Linked DNA regions of Mus musculus: regions 1, 2, 3, 4 and 5 are each linked to region 6. The links are chromatin contacts, called in public promoter capture Hi-C maps. All regions are on one chromosome and are shown on one strand. Each heading gives the region's core, a stretch centred on a gene start, on an enhancer-like site or on the middle of the called end of the contact. The rest is flanking DNA. Distances are from core to core; before and after follow the strand shown. Region 1 overlaps Gpr156 (G protein-coupled receptor 156). Region 2 overlaps Arhgap31 (Rho GTPase activating protein 31). Region 3 overlaps Arhgap31 (Rho GTPase activating protein 31). Region 4 overlaps Gpr156 (G protein-coupled receptor 156). Region 5 holds the start of Gpr156 (G protein-coupled receptor 156). Region 6 holds the start of Maats1 (MYCBP-associated, testis expressed 1).

Region 1 (3,172 bases), core at 607-3,106, 390 kb after region 6:
TTCCTACCCAGTGGAAGTCAAGCAATGTTCTTTCTCAGCTCCAAATCCCACCATGGCTTCCCGTAACATTCAGGGCACACTAATTACATCGACCTATAGAGTGCCCATGGATTGCTTCTTTGATCTCATCTGCTCCTATTTTGGCTCATTTAATCTGCTCCAGCCATATCTCTCTCCTTCCTTTTCTTTGAACAGTGGGCATGTTCCTTCTTCAGGGGTCTCATACTCTCTGTTCCCTCTGTCAGGGTTGGTTTTTCCTAATGACTTGTTTCCCAAGCCATTCTAATCTATTCTCAAGTGTTACCTCTCAGTCAGGTTTTATCTGGCCACACTGTCTAAACTACCCTATCCTAAGAACTCATATTCACTATTTCTCTTCACTAAAATCCCATATATTTATTATTTTCTGACTCATACTTTGAGAAAACAAATTCCATGAAGAATGTGATTTTTTTGTGTTCTCATGCTCTCTCCCCCCCATCCTCCCCCCCCCCCCCGGTGTGTGTGTCTAGTTTCTCCTTTAATATGACCCCAGAACTGTGGGGCAGTGAGCTGTACACAGACAGCCTGGTCCTCAGTTGAGCACAGGCCTGGAATCCCGGTGACCCTAAGGGATATAAAGTGGCCCTGGCTCCTGTCACAGCTACAGCCTCCCACAGCCCTCCCGCCCCCAAAGAGAGGTGTGTGGCTATCAGTTACATAGGCAATGCCCCAAGCTCCTGGTATTCTGTGTGGACTCCACCCCCACAGTTACTTGGCAACAGCCAGGTATGATCCTCTCCACAGTTACCTGGCAACAGCCAGGATGGCCCAGCCCACTATAAAAGGGGCTGTTTGCCCCCTCCTCCCGCTCTTATCTCTTATTCTCTTGCTCCTTTGCTCCCCCTCTCTCCGCTTTCCCTTCTCCTCTCTCTCTTCATGTGGCCATTGGCTGGCCTCTACTTCTCTACTCTCTCCCTCTCTCCGCCTTTCTACAATAAATGCCCTAAAACCAGGGACTGTCTCATCTCATCGGGATCCGCAGAGCAGGTCTTCCCCTAACAAGCCAGGAATCTAACCCCACCACCAACCCAAGCCGCCCATGGAGCAAGCCCTCTGAGCCAGCCAAGACTCTCCTCCCCACACTAACCAGCTGGAGCTCTCCTCCTGCCTTTTCCCCTTCAGCTCCCAGGCCAAAGTCCACCTGTGGGTCCCCACCCATTCTCAGCTCTTCCGCAACATCCAGCAGCGACTGTGGTGTCCAGACCTGAGAACCTGACATCCCTGGCCTCCGTGGGGCCCAGGGACCCCAGAACTGGCTCTTCCCTGGTACCTAGCAGCGTCTGTGGTACCCAAGAGTTGGAGTCTGACTCTGACAGGTCCGTGGGGACCCCCAGACTGCCCCTTCCTCACCCCTGAAGCGGAGGTCCTGTGGCAAACTCCCTGCGTCCACCACGCCCAGCGACCCAGACTCGGGACCCCATTTTTTTGACCCACACAGAACCTAGATAGTATCTGGCACACTGTGACAATTTGGGGTGTGTGTGTGTTGTGTGTGTGTTTAATTTAAATGACAGGGTGTCTATCTACTCCCAGCTGACCCAGAACTCCTGTGTATACGAATCTGGTCTTGAACTCACAGATCTGCCTGCTCAGAGAGCTGGGAGTGAAGACTTGCATTACCATGCTGGCTCCAGTAGCTAATTGTATAAACAACAGTCACCCACGTAAAACCTTGAATGCACAAAGGCCTTCTAAAAGTACAGCGCACATGGCCAGTAGTGTGCCCAGAGCAGATGGTTTCAGTAGAACGCTGGGACTGAGACGAAGGTTCAGTAAAACTACAGGCAGAAGGGCTTCGGGAACTTGCCATGTCGTGTCTGGGGAGGGAGTAAGCAGTGGGCCAAAGGGTCACAGTTAAGGCAGCTGCTTTGCTATGCACAGTCTGTAGAGCTGAAGCTGTGTTAAAGAGGGGAAAGAGCTTGTCTGTCTTCCAAGAGCTTATCCTTGTACTTGATTTTATTCCAGACCAGCTGAAGCGGTCCTTCGGGAAACAGCATAGTCTGGGCACAATGGAGGGCAAAGATGAAAACCCTCAGGGGCCCCGGGGTGTGGCCAGTGGTAGACTAATTGCCTGGAACGAGCAAGGCTCTGGGGTCTACCCTCAGTACCACTAATAAATAAATAAATGTATAAGTATTAACAATTCAAGAAGAGGGGCTGGAGCGACGTCTCAGTGGCTAAGAATACTGAACCAGGACTCGATTTCCAGCTTCTCCATGGCAGCTCACGTCTCCCAGTTTTAGGGATCTGGGGTCCATTTCTGGCCTCTGAGGGCACTCACTGCATGCACGTGGTGCACAGACATGCATACGGGCAAACCACCAATGAAAATAAAAACAAATCTTTTTTTTTTTTTTTAAGTTTCAAGGATCTCATTATGTGGTAAGAGAGTTAAAACACCCTCCTCCCAATTCAGTAAATCTCATTCATCATCAGCTGTAATAGGGCAACGACAGTTGTGTTCTGTTTTCTGTCTGTCTGTCTGTCTGTCTGTCTGTCTGTCTATCTATCTAGTGTGCTTGTGTGTGCGCATGTGGAGGTCAGAGGACAACTTATGGGAGACAGTTCTGTCTTTCTACTATATGGGCCCCGGGGGATTGAACCCAGGAGGTCAGGCTCGGTGGCAAGTGCCTTTACCACTTGGTTATCTTGCTGGCCCATGTGTCTTATCTATTTTTATTTTAAGATGCTTATTTATTTTTGGTTTCCTCAGACAGAAATTTTATTTTGGGCTGGTCTTGAACTCATGAGCCTCCTGCTTCTGACTCCTAAGGCTTGTCCACTATGCCTGGCTAGTTATGTGAATCCGCAGACACACACACACACACACACACACACACACGCATGGTGTGAGCAGTTCATCCAGGCTGAATATCCATCTAGGCCTGTCTGCCACATGGCTAAAGAGCGCCAAACCACTGAGCTGAGGCTGCTCTTATGGATTATTGCTACTGCCTCATTAACCTCCACACACTCTCACCCATATCCCATCCCACACGCAGGACCCAAGAAAGACCTTCTCTATGCACGATCTCACTGTTGCTTCGCATCTCTCTCCCTGCCCTGTCCCCACACGCCAGTGGCATCTGGCCTCATGACACCACATCTAGTTTTAGCTCCCTGTCCAATC
Region 2 (3,182 bases), core at 207-2,706, 310 kb before region 6:
GGGTTATGACCTCGGTTTGTCTCATGCAGAGACCCGAACAGCGACCTCTTTTCCCTTGCTCTGTCTCCTTCTCAGATGCTTAGAGACAATTACTGAAGTTCGCCAAGTAGGATCAGCACACGGTTGCAAATCACAAGACAAACGTCAGGGACTTCTTATCTTGAGTCAGATCATAAAAGCTATCAGGCCTTGTCCATCTCTCATATGTGGTCACTTAAAGGCCCTTTGCCTACTCTCCCTAGGCCAGCTCTTGTAGGTAGAGAGTGGGTCACACCTCCTGGCTCCTGACCAGTCAATCCCCTTGATCTTCCATTGGGCCCTCGGCCTGAGAATCTGCCCCATCTTCCCTGGAGCTGATGGCCAAGAATGTCTCTCAGATCTCCTCTGCAGTCCTCAGTATTCTTTCACAGCACCTAGCCTGAGGACACTCCCTCCCAGCTGTGACCACACCCTTAGAGCCTACTACTTCCATCTCTGTGCAGGAAATTTAAGCCTTGGACAATCCTTTGCAAGCCTACACCCTCTTCAAACAGGAATCACCAGATCCTTACAAAAATAAACGAACCTCCTCTCCTCTTTGCATGGGATCAGAAGATTGCATATTTACAGAGGGGAGGCAGTCTCTGGCAGCCCGCTCCCTTTCCTCTGCAGAAAGATGTCATTAAATCCAATGACTCTGGCCCACAGCTACAGAACGAACAAGGGCTCTGCCTGACATTTTTGCTCTACCCGATATTTAGCTGCCATGTAATTGAACTAACCTGCCTGCAAGCTGATGCCATGTGCAGCGTACTAAGGTACAACTTTGAGTCACACAGGAGTCTGGCCCATCGCTCTACTTGTGGGGGATCAGATAAACATGATTAATTTGACTTGACCACTAAGGGAGAGTCTTAAGTTTGAACACCCTGAATTACATCTGCCATCAAAGTGTGTGTTAGCTTGGTCACAGAGAAGCCTACTGGGTAGTTAAGCCTTAATTCTGAAAATTAGAGAGAAAGGAGATCTGAAGCACTTGGCACACGACTCTTGCCGTGGTTCAGTCTCTCTCCAGCTCCGGGCTTCGCTGCTGTTGAGCTGGGTGGCCGTGGATGGAGCCCTGAACGTCCTGGGGCCTCAGGTTGCCTGGCACCGAGTCAGGCGTGTTTAACCAAGTCCCTTCCAAGTCATAAGCTTTCAGCCTTAATCCCAGACATATCTGGCAAAAATCATGTCTGAAGATAGCACTGACGTGGGAGGAGGGAGCAGACCAGGGGCTCTCAGTGTGGGCCTCTGGTTGGGTCTTCAGAGGATGGGACTGATGTTTGAGCTGCTAATCTTCGGGACAGAAGCCTGAATGTCACCGTGCCTTGTGGTTTTAACAAACCACAGATTGCTGTGAGTGTTTGCCTGGCTTTCCATGAGAGATAAAAGCCCTGTCTGCTGAGGTGCAGGGGAGGCCCCTCTGCAGGAACACAGTGTGAGAACCAGTTTGTGATACGGAAAGGGGGAGGGGCACCGGCTGCAGAGTCCACCCTTAGAGCTCAGTTCCGTTCCCCCGGGGGCCACAAAGCCAAGACTTAAATGACTCAGGCTCTCATGATCCGCATCATAAGCGAAGGCCTTGACTCTTCAGAGGTGTGCAGGGATTGGAGTTGCTTTGAAAACGACTTTCTCTGAAGTGGATGGACTAGTCTTAGGGTTGGCGTCTCTCGCATAGGTTTTAAAGACCATAGTCTCAGTATCTGCTGGGGTGTTTTCCAGTCTGGGAAAGGGGTGACAAGGTCTTCAGGGTCCCACATGTAAGTAGAGAGAGTGATGTCGAGGAAAGGATGGAGATTCTGCTATCTCACGCACGGGCAGATCTGTGTCTTCAAAAGCTTGGTGTAGCAACTGACCCACTCCTCCTTTCACGCCAAACATGCATACATACATGCATACATACATACATACATACATACATACACACACACACACACACACACACACACACACACATACACACATACATACATACATACATACATACATACATACATACTAATACACACACACACACATTATTGATCTTTCTCCAAGAGTGTTCCTAACACCTTTCAGGGAACTCTTTCTGAGTTTGTTTTCTGTCAGCTCCCGGGAGACCCTTTTGTACATTAATATGGAGACCCTCCCCTAGGCTGTTCTTCTAAGACGCTGGTTCTTGACAGAACTCCCTGCCTCTTATAAGCTGTTGGGAATAGCTCCTGCCGCAAGCCCCACCTAAGTCCCGTGGTAAACTGTGTGGCTGTGGACACATCTCTTACATCACAGACACTGAAGCACTTTCATTGCTAACTAATACAGAGGATGCGATTGGATGACTCTTATTCTTACATCCATCTGTAGGTTTTTTGGGGTTTTTTTGTTTTTGTTTTTTGTTGTTGTTGTTGTTGTTGTTTTGTCTACTAATTACTTACAATCCTTGTACAATGACAATTTTTAATTTTTAAATAATTACTTACAATCCTTGTACAATGACAATTTTTTATTTTTAAATTACATTTTATTTATTTGCTTGAGGCTTGGAGGGTTTGAAGGTCAGAGGACACCTTGTGGTAGTTGGTTCTGTGCCTTCAATCATTGCAGGCCCGAGGATGGAACTTCGGTCGTCAGGGTTGATAGCAGGTGCCTTTACCCACTGAGCCAACCGGCCATCCTCAAAGAATAAATTTTTTTAAAATATTAAATAAAATAAGTGTATAAAGCAGCCAGTGTTTTCAGTCACTAGACAAGCTTGTGCAAGACATAAATCGCCTGAAAAGGGTTACATGCGGCAGGATGTGCTCTTGTTTTTAGCAGGAAAAAGAAGCCTTGTAACAACAGGAAGCACTGGGAGGCCTCAGTACCAAGGGCTTCCAAGCAAAGCTGTTCTGGAAACAATGGCTGCCTGTGGCTCAGGAATATCAGGCAGGAAATGAAAAGATGCTGGGGTGGGGGTGGGAGCACAGAGGAGCTGACAAACTGCTACCTGGAGGTTCTTCATATGGCCTTAGCCTACTCACCAGAATGAAGTCGCATTCTCCGAATTCTCCCCATCCCCCATTGGCAAACCCACCCGATGTTAGAAAAGACTACTGCCGTGGCTGGAGCCCACGGAGCCCACGGAGCCACGGATCTGGAAACCATTAGGAAACTGTACCGCCCAGGAAACCAGAGGGTACAAT
Region 3 (2,729 bases), core at 163-2,662, 260 kb before region 6:
GAAAGTCAGAGTCTGTACTCAAGAGCAAAGCCCCGACTGGTCCCACCTACAAATGCTTCTTGGTACTGGCTTTATTGTGACTCCACCTGCCACCGTGCTGATTAACAAATCCAGTAGCTAGGCAGACTGAGTCCTGAGCGGAGGACCACAAGACGTCTAGGTAGGCAGGGGTGATGTGTCTGCTCTCTTAATAGTACCAGAGTCCGGGTGCCACATGTCATAGAGGAAGGCACAACTTCAGACCTGATGTGTCTGAGCTGGTGAGGCATTAAAAGGAAAGCTCTAGCTCACCTTTACTCTCCAGCCCCAGCCTGGGCCCAGCCGGATGTGTAAAGAGGCCAGGAGGAGCCCCATCTGTCACTGTCCTCAGAAATGCCTTGCCTTTAGCCAGCGGCTCTCTTCCTTTCTCCTCCTCTCACTGTTGCTCAAGGGCAGATTTGAGACAGCACTGTCTGCATTTCCCATATCCACCATCCACTCGGGTGCTCTGACTTGCTCTGACTCTTGTCTGGACACAAGCAGATGCAGTATACCTGTCTGATGTCCCTTACACCTGCTGGAGGAAGGTTTCTGGCTCTTCCCCCACAAAGGCATAACGGGGCGCTTCTCAGATTCCAGCCTGGCTAAACTGTCCAGAAGCTTGGTCACTGCACAAGTTTCTCTAAAGACTGGCAGTATCTCTGGGCTGAGCCCACAAAGCCAGTACTGGAGTGGGTAAGGGGCTAAGCTGAAGTCATCTCCAGTGGGAGTGTAGAAGCTGATGGCCCATTGCAGATCTCATGCTCTCCTTTCCTTCCCTGATACACCTTAAGGATTTGAAATCTTGCCCTTGGTTTGTTTTGTTTTTGTTTTTTGGTTTTTTTTTGTTGTTGTTGTTAAGCCAGCGCCTGATGCAAGGATACCTAGAGTGACCTAAAGAGAGTGACCCTCCATGAGGAGCAAGGGGAACAGTTAATAGGCCTTCAGTCTTTGCTTTCTCATTAGGTGAGGAAAGCACTGGACCAACAAAAACTGAGATGTTGACCAAACAAGAAGTCTTAGGACATAGCATTTCTCCCTAGTCATGAAAGGTGAAGAAATATGGTGTGGAGAGGCGAAAAGTGGCTATGTTCTGGAGACCTGAAAAGTGCATTCCTGCCTCAATCAGGAAATACGGTGGACAAGCTTGGTGCCAGGCTCAATGTCGGTGTATGCTTTGATAAAGACGTGCTCCAGTTAGAATGTGACAGGAAAAGAGCCAAGTACCAAACGAAACACTGAGACAACTTAATGGCTGTTCTCTTTCCTAATATTTCTGGGTGTATTTTTATTGGCAGCAAGACAAAAAAGCAATCATTTCCACACTGGCAGGTGACTTAAATTCTGAGGACTGATTTCAAAATGACTACCACGTTCCCTTACACACCATTCACTTATGACATCACCTTCAGGAGAGCAGACATGTGGGCGTGTCCATGCCCCACTGTCATCTGTTTGGAAATAGTCCTTACTTCGGTTTTCCTCAGCCAGCCAATTCCAGAAGGGCTTGGAATCTTCACCGTCTCAGTGCCCTCCCTGCCTCTCCAGTGTGGTCCTCTAACAACTGTCACACACATGGTGGTAAATTTAGTGCGCTGGGTGAGCCTGGTGCTCGTAAAATCCCATTTCATGACAAAGGCACTGTTCCTCAAAATGCTGGGGTCGCCATTTGGCCACCACTTGGAGCTCTCATATTGGACCCCTGAGAATAGCCAAGTGAGAATCACTCTACTTGCTTCCATCCAGGGTCTGGGAGAAGCACCACTGTTATCAGGACCTGCTGATGTGCCAGAAAGGGCAGGAGAGCAGGTCTTCAGGGCAACTGCCAGTCCACAAAAAGGGGTAGCTCAAAGACTGAAGTTCAAATGAAATATGTACACATACACTTTTTTTGGCATATTATCTTTGCTTAAGATAATTCATATTTATTTACAAAATAGTCCTCCCAGACTACTTTTTCTCCCTTTTGCCAAAACGGACTGGAGAAAGAGCATTTGGTTTTTATTCTCTGCTCTTGGAATATGAAAAGACCTAACCAAGACCAAGACCTCGCTATGAAATACTAGCTTAATCCAAGCCTTAAAATTCAAAATATTACCCAAGTTCAATTTCTGGTTTCTGGAGGCACTAAACATGTACGTGTCACCATCCTTACCAAGTACTTACCCAAAATTTGGTAAGAGGGCACTGGGTACCTTAGCAGCACTCCAACACAGTTGAGCGTGGTCTAACAGAGAAAAGGGATAAATGGAGCAGCCTGAAACAACTGGAGCAGGGTGAGACCCACCATTAGACACCAAGCCATGGCAGAAAGCAGCAGCTAGCACCTTCACTAGGACTGTTGACAGTATTCAAATGACCTACTAATAAATATTCTAATTAAGCAGAATTGCAAAGCCAATAAAATATATCAGTGGATACCCTTGGGTGTTGAGAACTTTGTTTTTAGAGATCAAAGCGAGGGTGAACTAAGTGTTTTCGATCGTTTCCATGGTTCTCATTGGTTGTAAAGCCTACCTGTTGGCTATCTACTTGGAAACCAAGGAGGGTCTGATCCCACACACCTTAAGAAAGAATTGGAGAGCCTTTGATCACCCAGAAAATGATTTAATTTCCGCTGTTGATGAAGTCACACATAGGCCCAAGATGAACTGTCAATTTCATGTAGTGTTAGGCACACAGCAATCATGTTTGGCCCAAATTAGGTTTGT
Region 4 (2,837 bases), core at 258-2,757, 350 kb after region 6:
GGGTGGTGGCGCACGCCTTTAATCTCAGCACTTGTGAGGCAGAGGCAGGCAGATCTCTGTGAGTTCCAGGACAGTCAGGGCTATACAGAGAAACCCTGTCTCAAGAATGAGAGGAGCTGGGATGGAGAGAGGGAGGAGGGCCAGAGAAGGTGGAAAGAAAGAGAAGGAAGGGCAGCCATTAGAATGCCCCATTGCTGGGTCTGAAAGGGAAGGAAGGGCCTTAAAGAAGGCAAGTAGTCTTTAAAAGCTGAAATAGTCAGGAAATGGAGTCCCCCCTTTTCTGAAAAAAAAAAAAATTGTAGATCAGGTGATACCTTGGTTTCAGTCAAATAAAGCCCATTTTTGATACTTGCCCTACAGAACTGCAAGATACTACATTTGTTCTGCTCAAAGCCATTGGCACCTATTAGAGCAGCCACAGGAACTCCTGTGGGAGTACAGCGTCATCTGTAACAGGCCACGCCGTGCTCCTAGAAGCTCAGAGCTGCAGAGGATCCAGGGGATCCCAGGTTGGTTCCCAGCACAGGAATGGTGGCTCGCAACTGTCTGTTCCGTTCCAGGGGATCTCGTACTCTGTTTTGGCTTCTGTGGGCACCAATAATGCACCTGGTACAAAGACATACATGCAGGCAAAACATTCATACACATAAAAAAATACAAATAAAGTCGACTTTAGCAAAGAGGCAAGATGGCACAGTGGGTAAGGATGCTTGCTGCTAGGCCTGGTGACCTGGGTTCAATCCCAGAGACCCCCCCCCCCTAGTGGAAGGAGAGAATTAACTTCTCCTTTGAGTTGCCCTCTGGTCTCCATCCACGCCCATGGCATGTACACACATCATACGCCCATGCACATATACGTATGCATATGCACACACACATACACACAAGTAAAATAATTTTTAAAATGATAAGATGAAAAGGGATATTCCGTCCTTGGAGCTCCTCCCACTATTGGGAGCTCTTTCTCATATTTTGTCTTATCTCTTCCGATCTGCTTGCTGCTATTCTCTCAAGACTGTCCTCCAACGCTCGTTTGATGTGAAGATGCCACAAGTTTTAGCAAAGTCTGGGGAGGCTTCCAAAGCATTCAATGCACATTGTAATTCTTCTTATGAATACTCCCTATGAGACTTAAGGAGGCGAAGGGCCCTGTGCTTCACCACATGTCCACAGTGGCTAAGATGTGACCAAAGGATACCTGAATAAGTGAAGGAAGCTTTTCTGTACAATTCTCCAGTCTTGTGGTTCCTAGATAAAGGGGACAAATCCTAAGTGTGTCGTGTACGCTGGGCAGGAAAAGCAAATGTCCTTGGAATTTTGTCTTTCGGAACGGAATGGAAGGGTGGGGGATGGGAGTTGGGGGATGGGTCACGCTCAGGTCGCAGAAGCAGGGGTTGTCTAATGGCTGGCGATGACCTCAGCGCTTGGCATCAGATACACCCAGGCATTTCCTGACAGCCCATGTGTGTACAAGCTTTTTGCCTTATATTCGCTTCACCCTGCTCTCTAGCGCTGCCTAGAGACGCTTCTAAGTCACAGCAGATCTGAAGGCTCTGGCCAGCCGGGGACTCATCTCCCTGCAGCTACCAACCGATCCTCTCCCAGGTTCCCTGGGACACTCCCATAATGTGCTCAGCTGTCTCACCGCCCTGGGGACTCAGTGTGAGTCTCACAAGGAAAGCCATGCTTCTGCCAAACATCTTTGGGCCAGAGATGAAATCAGTTTAGGGACAGACCTCGGTCATTTTTCTCTGATGAAAAGAACTTAGACCCTAAATCTACAATACTATAAGATATGGTTTAGTCTCATACCATGGTCAGTTTAAGAGGGAAAAGAGAGAGAGAGAGAAAGGGAGGGAGGGAGGAAGGAAGGGAGGGAGGGAGGGAGGGAGGGAGGGAGGGAGGGAGGGAGGGAGGGAGGGAGGGAGGGGAAGGAGGAAGCAGAATGCTTGTGTCTGAGGCTCAGGATGCACAGGGTTAGAGCGAGGAGCAGAAACCAAACTAGGACCATGCAGGGAGGTTGTGGATTCCCTCCATTTTCAAAGGGCATTTTGCTCAAATCAGAAAGCCTTTCCTTTAAAATTTCTTGGTGATAAGTTCTTTCTCCCCTTCTCCCCTTCTGCCTTCCTCCCCCCCCTTCCCTTCCTGTTTCCCTCCTCTCTCCCTCCCCCTCCTTCAGAGATGAACTTCGCCCCTAGACCGATTCTTCATATTCTTTATATTTTTTAATCAGTCTCTTATTTTTCTCTGTCTTTTGCTTCCTTCATTTCTTAGCTCAATACTTTTGTAGTGTCCAGATTGCCCACTCAGTGCTTCAGTTCAACCTAACATCATTTTTTTAAATCCCTGTTCAATATTTCATCATCTAAGACTAGATTCCTGGCCTTGTGGTTTACTTTTGTTGAAAAGAGGCAATGTCCTTGGAATCCTATTGACCAAGCAAAATAAATAGCTTGGAACATTTTCTACTGCGGAAGAAGGCATCGTCACGAAATCTTCAGAGGCTTGTTCACTTTTGTACCTGTGTGTTTTCCTTAAGAGACCTCTCCTCCTGAATGTATACCCTTACATGGAAGGAACTAGAGTCTCCTAGTGTAATAAATATAGTTTATTGATCATAAGCCGACTGCCATCACACCAGACATTACATATATTCAAGGCAGAGAGAACATAAAAGGGATATATCAACAGTCTCAGCCTGCTCCCCGTCGCCCCCAGGACAGTACAAAGTCTGTCTCTCAGAAGCCTTCTAGGCAACCTCTAGTGTTCCAAATGATGTTCTGGGGACACCTCTAGCTGTAAGGGAGGCTGACAGAGCAAATGCTTAGTTCTTTTCT
Region 5 (3,015 bases), core at 341-2,840, 430 kb after region 6:
TCTGTGAGTTCAAGGCTACCTGATCTACAGATCAAATTCCAGGATAGCCAAGGCTGTACAAAGAAACCCGGTCCTGAGAAACCAAAACAAATCAAAACAAAATGGTGTGTCTGAGGCCGCTTCTTTTTAGTTAACTTCATTCCTTTGCTCATTCTTCCACTCTCTAGGACAGAAGTTGCTTTTAGCTATTTGCCCTCCTGGTCTCTGCTGAAGGACATTCCTGTTTTCCCAAGACTGGGCTTCTCTATTCCCAAGTTTCCATAAAGGCTTTGCCTCTGACCAGACCAACTCTAGGGAACAGAGAGAAGCTAAAGCTGGGGGCAATGATAGAGAAGCAGAAAGAATATGCCAGATACAGTGGTGGTCCTGCAGGGGAATCACACAGACAAAATGGGACCAGGGAGCCCCCTCTCTTTCTGAGAGAGTCCCAACTCAAGCCAGCCTGCCAAGGCACTTTATATCCCAGAGTCAAAGTGTCTACAGCCCCCAGACAAGTGATTCCCTCCTCATTTATCTGGATACACCCATTTGTTCCTTCTGCAGCAGTTAAAACTACAAACTTGGAAGCCTGGCTGGTGTTCCAACTCCTGGGAGAATCCAGCTATTGGTGGAGAAAAGGTGTTTCTCCCCCACCCTCTTTGGCGGCCTTGCTGCTTAATTAACACACCAACAAATATGGTGGTTTTAAACTCCCATCTGAAAACTCTTCTTTTTCAATGAAGTATTCACACTCTTAGCATCTCCCTCCACAGCTTGTTTAAGGAATACACTGGGAAAACAGGTTTATCAGAGGTACCTAGTTCTCATGCATCCAGAAAATAAACAAATGGGTAGAGTGGCTACACCGTCTTCCCTACACAGTTTAATCTCGAAATGTTAACAGGTAACAGAAAGCATTAAGGAAGTAGCACGTGATGCCCAACTTTCTAAGTGGAAGCCTCTACAACACGCTTGGAAACTGCTGCTGGTCAGATCCAAGGATGCTCAGGAGCCTGGGTCACTCCTCCAGTGCCCAGGAACAAAGCCTCCACACAGAACATAGGCGGTGTAGTAAAACTTTCTTCTCAGACTTCAGAGAGGGGGTGGGGGAACGTCAGCTCACCACCCTGCCCTCGGGGTGAGCTTGCACCTGCAGGGTAGATTTGGGGTCACGCTTGGAAATCACCCGAGTGTGGGAAATAGTTCTGAGATCTCCTTTTTGAGCACTTTGTTGCTTATTCAATAAAATAGAGAAGTCACACTGGGTTCACTCTCCCCTCCCCTTTTTCCTCCCAAATTATCAACGCCATCCCTGATGCGTGGCCACGCGCTCTTCCCTACTTTTTGGACTTCTTAAATCATTTCTGAATATCCTGCTCAGGTTTTGAATAGGAGAAGGGACTCCTGCCCTCTCCATTTCTTACTGGAGGTGTCTGTGTCCATAGGGAGGTCCTACAAAATCTGGGGTCTTCAAGGGCGCACTGTGCTCACCTTGCGGGGTCCCCGTCCGCAGAGATGCGCCGAGCCCGCGGCCGGGATTGGGACGCGCGTGCTCTTCCGGTCTCTGGTGGGCTCTCGGGTTTGGAAGGTGGCGGGAGGGACGCGGACCGCGCCCATCGCCTCGTAGACAGCCGGAGTGGCGGCTGTGCGGTGTGCGCGGTGCCCTGCGGGTCGCCTCCTCCTCTGTCTGACCGCCGTCCCTCCTCTGGCGCCACCCCGCGCCGCGACCGGACCCTGCGCTCGGCTGCAGGCCTCTCTACTCCGGAGTCCCTTTACTCCCGCATCCTCCACTCCTCCAAAGACGTCCACTCCTGTTTGAGCGGTTCTCTGGGCGACTTCCTGCTGCTGTGCTCAAAGAGCCGCTTGCAGCGCCGGTCTGAGGAGCCCTGTAGCCCGAGGATGCTCAGACCTCCGGAGCAGGTCCTGTGCCTGGTTCCTCAGTCTCAGATCCCGGTTTCTGGTTTTTTGTTTGTTTGTTTGTTTGTTTGTTTGTTTGTTTTGTTTTGCTTTGTTTTTGTTTTGTTTTGATACGGGGGGAGGTTATCCATTAGCTTTCCCTTGGCCTTTTGCATTTCTCCTTCCCTCTTCTTTTTCTTACTCCCCGCCTTTCCCTCTCATCTCTTCTTTTTCCTCATTCTTCATTTTTTATTTGGGCATTTTTTGATTCTTTACATTGAGCTTGTGTTTATTTTAGAAAGACAAGAATGTTGCTTATAATAGGAATGCGTGTGTGTGTGTCTGTGTGTCTGTGTGTGTGTGCATGTGTTTTCCCGTGACAAGGTTTCTCTGTGTAACAGCCCTGGCTGGCCTGGAATTCACTTTGGAGACCAGGCTGGCCTCGAACTCACAGAGTTCGACTGCCTCTGCCGCTGGAGGGCTGGGATTAAAGGCTTGCATTTCAAACACCACATTTTGACCACATATTTTAGGGACAGGAGGGGAGGGGGAACCGAGTAGGACTTCAGGGTTCAGATCACACATGGTAAGGAGGATTGGCTTTAAAATTTTTTAACCCCTCCCTCACTATTTCACCCAAAGGCTTCTTTTCACAGGAAAATACTTCATTGGAGAGGAAAATATGGGGAAAGAAATGAAGCAAACGTTTTATTCAGGACAATGCGTGTTTCTCACATCTTGTCCTGAATGTGAGACACTGAGCAAAATGTGAGTTTCTGTTCTGTGCAGTTAGATGCTGTCATTGGGGAGGCCCCCTTTGATTCTCCACTTTTGGGGTTACTCAGTTTAAAAGCCCAGGACAGGGATGTTGGAACAATGCCTCATGTGGTAGAGCAATCACTCTGGAAGCGTGAGGACCTGCTGGGGTTCCCCAACAAAAGCCTCTGCCTGTAATCTCAAGGCTGGAGGCAGCGAAGGGGACAGGCAGATTTCTGGGGTTTGCTGGACGGCCAGTTTACATTGGTAAGCTTTAGGTGCAGTGGGAGTGTCTGTCTCAGAATCACTGTGGAGCATAATTGAGGGAGACAACTACCATCAGTGCTCTGCACTCCACGTGTATGCACGCACAGTCACGTTTCT
Region 6 (2,872 bases), core at 235-2,734:
AACACTGTCTCTATCACTGTCTCTATCACCCATCACTCTTTCCTACTCAGAGTCAAGGACAGACAGTGGCCCCTCCCTTATAAGACAAAGGGAATCAGCCCCTGTGTAGAGTTCTCTCAACATGATTAGAATTGGGCTGGAGAGATGGCTCAGCGGTTAAGAGCACTGATTGCTCTTCCGAAGGTCCTGAGTACAAATCCCAGCAACCACATGGTGTCTCACAACCATCCCTAATGAGATCTGATGCCTTCTTCTGGGGTGTCTGAAGACAGCTACAGTGTACTTACATATAATAATAAATAAATCTTAAAAAAAAAGATTAGAATTAACTTTGTTAGTGATAATAGCGAGATTATTTTGGACTAGTGTGTATCTCAGTAGTAGAGTGCTTATAGCATATGTGAGACCCTAAATTCAATTCCCAATGCCACAAAAATAATGAATGAATAAATAAATGAACAATATTAGTTCGAGGCGTTGGCTAATTTTAAGGTAAAATGATACTATGAAATTTCTTTTTAAAAGAAGAATGGATCATGGGCAAAAGCTGACCCATTTCTGCCTCTCTAGTTTTCATTGCAGGATTTATTTATTTATTTATCTATTTAAAGCAGAGACTACGCATGCACCATAATACCAAGAGCAGCAGCCTGGAGATAGAGTTCCTATTACAGAAGCCAATGTCCGCTTTTATACTGCTCCAAGGCCCAACACACAGGAACTTGGATTTCTCCACCTTGTGGAAAGAGGCTTTCAGAAATGAAAGTACCGCCAGGCTTGGTGGTGCACGCCTTTAATCCCAGCATTTGGGAGGCAGAGGCAGGCGGGATTTCTGAGTTCGAGGACAGCCTGGTCTACAAAGTGAGTTCCAGGATAGCCAGAGCTACACAGAGAAACCCTGTCTCGAAAAACCAAAAAGAAAGAAGGAAAGAAAGAAAGAAAGGAAGAAAGGAAGGAAGGAGAAAGAAAGAAAGAAAGAAAGAAAGAAAGAAAGAAAGAAAGAAAGAAAGAAAGAAAGAAAGAAAAGAAGGAAAAGGAAAGGGAAAGGAAAAGAAGAAATGAAAGTACCCAATTCTAGCAGGTGAAGAGATTTCCCATGGATTTCTAGAAGATACTGGCGGCAAGGGCGGTCACTAGCAAATAGCTCTTGGTTTTCTCAAGTAGCCCTTTCCCCAGCATCTGACGTCAGCTCTATTGGGCAGAATCCCTATCCCTTAGCCTCTTCTTCCTGGCCCTGCTTCTTTCCATGCTAGATTTTCCCTTTCTCTTGACTATTCCCTTCCAGTACCCAGCTCCTCAGGTCGCCCCACGTCTTGCCTCTTCATTCTGCCAGGTTTGTTCACCCTGTATCCCAAAATCTACTCTGTCGCTCCTTTCTGCCTCTTCAAACTGCCCCCAGAGCCTTTCCCCCTGCCCTTTCACTTCTCCGCCCCGCCTCCCCGCCTCCTGAAACTCGCCCCGCCCCTTATCCCTGCGTGCTTCTGCGGTTGCCATAGCTACGGTGTACACAGCTACCAAGCCTCCCATAGCTGTTTTTCTGCTGGCGGGAGGGAAAAAGGCAGCACCATGAGCCAGACAGTGACCATCCAGGAACCCAGGCCCAATGATCAGAGGATTCCGTATCAATGCAGAGAGGTGCGGAGGGCCAAGGGCGGATTCGCCAATCGAACGTACGATTACCTGTACGGTAAGGACTGCCCACTCCTCCTGGGAGCTAATGTAACCTGGTAGGGTGTGCTAAAAAACAAGCTCCAGGACAAACCCTCTGGCTCTGGACCGCACAGGTGGGAGCCCTAAGTCCCAAGTACGCTGTGGGCCACGCGCTCTGCAGCACTTCGGAAGCCACAGGTGTGCGCAGCTTCTCCAAGTGCCAGACGGGGGTCACCCCTTTTCCCTCTGATAATTTAATCTTCCTGAAACCTAGTCTGGTTTCAATCATTCAGGTGCACATTCATAAAAGTGTGAAGTGAGCCGGGTGGTGCATGCCTTTAATCCCAGCACTTGGGAGGCAGAGGCAGGTGAATTTCTGAGTGCGAGGCCAGCCTGGTCTACAAAGTGAGTTCCAGGACAACCAGGGCTACACAGAGAAACCCTGTCTTGAAAAAAACCAAAAAAAAAAAAAAAAAAAAAAAAAAAGAAAGAAAGAAAGAAAGAAAGTGTGAAGTGATTTGCAGAGCTGGAGAGGCACGCAATGCATTCAAACACACATGTCCAGTGAAAGTGATAGTGATTTTCCTGCCCCAGGTTCTGACAAATCCAAATTTGGGGTTCTGGGTAAAGAGGTTCCAGTTGGCTTCATGTTTGTTTTCAGTGGTTTCCTCCTCTTCCTCCTCCCCTCTTTCTCCAACCTTCTGTTAATCAAAACATTGTTGATAAACTCAGTGCACCCATTCCCCTAGGACCAATTAAATTCCGGTTTATGTTATGCCCTGATTTTCCATTTGTGGTCTTCCTCTCCAGACCTTAAGTTCTGGTTCACACATGTCTGTCATCCTCTTGAGCCTATTACAATACTGTACACAGTATTATGTATAAAAGTGTTAACTAGACTACTGGATTTATACCACAACAAGTGCAACCATTTAAGCACGATGCTTTCTTTTTCTGATTTTTTCCCTCTGTAGAAACAGGCTGTCACCTGAGCCCTGCATAATTTTCAGCCTTATGGTATTTCCTTTGGATCTCCAGAATCTCTTCTGAAAACCTGTTTTCTTGGATTGGGCTGTGTAATTACCGACTGCATGCTCTCTTAGTTAGCTTTTCTATTGCTGGGACAAAACATCATGATCAAAAAGCAAGTTGGGAGGGAAAGGGTTTATTTAGCTTACACTTCTACATTGCTGTTCATCACCAAAGGAAGCCAGGACAGGAA

The links. Promoter capture Hi-C pulls out the DNA fragments that hold promoters and counts their contacts.
Region 1: a contact with region 6 is called in a promoter capture Hi-C map of 3T3-L1-derived adipocytes, with 3 times the contacts expected there. The contact joins the enhancer-like site here to the promoter of Maats1 in region 6. A contact is called at or near these places in 11 of 39 promoter capture datasets (the 3T3-L1 cell line, 3T3-L1-derived adipocytes, the C10 cell line and 4 more).
Region 2: a contact with region 6 is called in a promoter capture Hi-C map of stem cell-derived epiblast-like cells, with 2.3 times the contacts expected there. The contact joins the enhancer-like site here to the promoter of Maats1 in region 6. A contact is called at or near these places in 6 of 39 promoter capture datasets (the 3T3-L1 cell line, the C10 cell line, HPC-7-derived erythroid cells and 2 more) and 1 of 9 other capture datasets (liver).
Region 3: a contact with region 6 is called in a promoter capture Hi-C map of embryonic stem cells, with 7 times the contacts expected there. The contact joins the enhancer-like site here to the promoter of Maats1 in region 6. A contact is called at or near these places in 15 of 39 promoter capture datasets (the 3T3-L1 cell line, the C10 cell line, HPC-7-derived erythroid cells and 6 more), 5 of 484 Hi-C or Micro-C datasets (embryonic stem cells and macrophages), 5 of 115 datasets of contacts at active chromatin or transcription factors (embryonic stem cells and large pre-B cells) and 1 of 9 other capture datasets (adipose tissue).
Region 4: a contact with region 6 is called in a promoter capture Hi-C map of the C10 cell line. The contact joins the enhancer-like site here to the promoter of Maats1 in region 6. A contact is called at or near these places in 10 of 39 promoter capture datasets (the 3T3-L1 cell line, 3T3-L1-derived adipocytes, the C10 cell line and 5 more) and 2 of 484 Hi-C or Micro-C datasets (both in embryonic fibroblasts).
Region 5: a promoter capture Hi-C map of embryonic stem cells shows a contact between it and region 6, with 8 times the contacts expected there. The contact joins the promoter of Gpr156 here to the promoter of Maats1 in region 6. A contact is called at or near these places in 17 of 39 promoter capture datasets (the 3T3-L1 cell line, 3T3-L1-derived adipocytes, the HPC-7 cell line and 8 more), 1 of 15 datasets of contacts at CTCF or cohesin (embryonic stem cells), 4 of 484 Hi-C or Micro-C datasets (all in embryonic stem cells) and 3 of 115 datasets of contacts at active chromatin or transcription factors (embryonic stem cells and stem cell-derived neural progenitor cells).

The regions. Positions count from the first base shown.
Region 1 is chr16:37,954,460-37,957,631 of GRCm38.p6, reverse strand. The region is part of intron 3 of Gpr156 (G protein-coupled receptor 156); the gene reads right to left. Among named protein-coding and RNA genes, the nearest start is that of Gm36225, 32 kb to the left of the region's middle. Within about 2 kb of position 1,856, at least 37 of the 459 cell types and tissues checked have an H3K27ac peak or open chromatin away from gene starts, as enhancers often do. A contact at or near this core is called in 3T3-L1-derived adipocytes, where this site is marked.
Region 2 is chr16:38,651,830-38,655,011 of GRCm38.p6, reverse strand. All of the region lies in intron 1 of Arhgap31 (Rho GTPase activating protein 31), which reads left to right. Gm36482 (a long non-coding RNA gene) reads right to left here. Exons shown (of 6, transcript XR_003951954.1): 5 at 3,021-3,182; 6 at 2,519-2,674. Among named protein-coding and RNA genes, the nearest start is that of Gm36482, 38 kb to the right of the region's middle. Within about 2 kb of position 1,456, at least 100 of the 459 cell types and tissues checked have an H3K27ac peak or open chromatin away from gene starts, as enhancers often do. A contact at or near this core is called in liver, where this site is marked.
Region 3 is chr16:38,598,049-38,600,777 of GRCm38.p6, reverse strand. Arhgap31 (Rho GTPase activating protein 31) reads left to right here. Exons shown (of 12, transcript NM_020260.2): 12 at 1-2,435. Among named protein-coding and RNA genes, the nearest start is that of Gm36482, 16 kb to the left of the region's middle. Within about 2 kb of position 1,412, at least 13 of the 459 cell types and tissues checked have an H3K27ac peak or open chromatin away from gene starts, as enhancers often do.
Region 4 is chr16:37,993,496-37,996,332 of GRCm38.p6, reverse strand. The region is part of intron 8 of Gpr156 (G protein-coupled receptor 156); the gene reads right to left. Among named protein-coding and RNA genes, the nearest start is that of Gm36225, 6.7 kb to the right of the region's middle. Within about 2 kb of position 1,507, at least 142 of the 459 cell types and tissues checked have an H3K27ac peak or open chromatin away from gene starts, as enhancers often do.
Region 5 is chr16:37,915,071-37,918,085 of GRCm38.p6, reverse strand. It overlaps Gpr156 (G protein-coupled receptor 156), which reads right to left and starts at 1,590. Exons shown (of 10, transcript NM_153394.2): 1 at 1,471-1,590.
Region 6 is chr16:38,340,472-38,343,343 of GRCm38.p6, reverse strand. Maats1 (MYCBP-associated, testis expressed 1) reads left to right here and starts at 1,484. Exons shown (of 17, transcript NM_001081025.1): 1 at 1,484-1,687. The coding sequence starts at 1,567.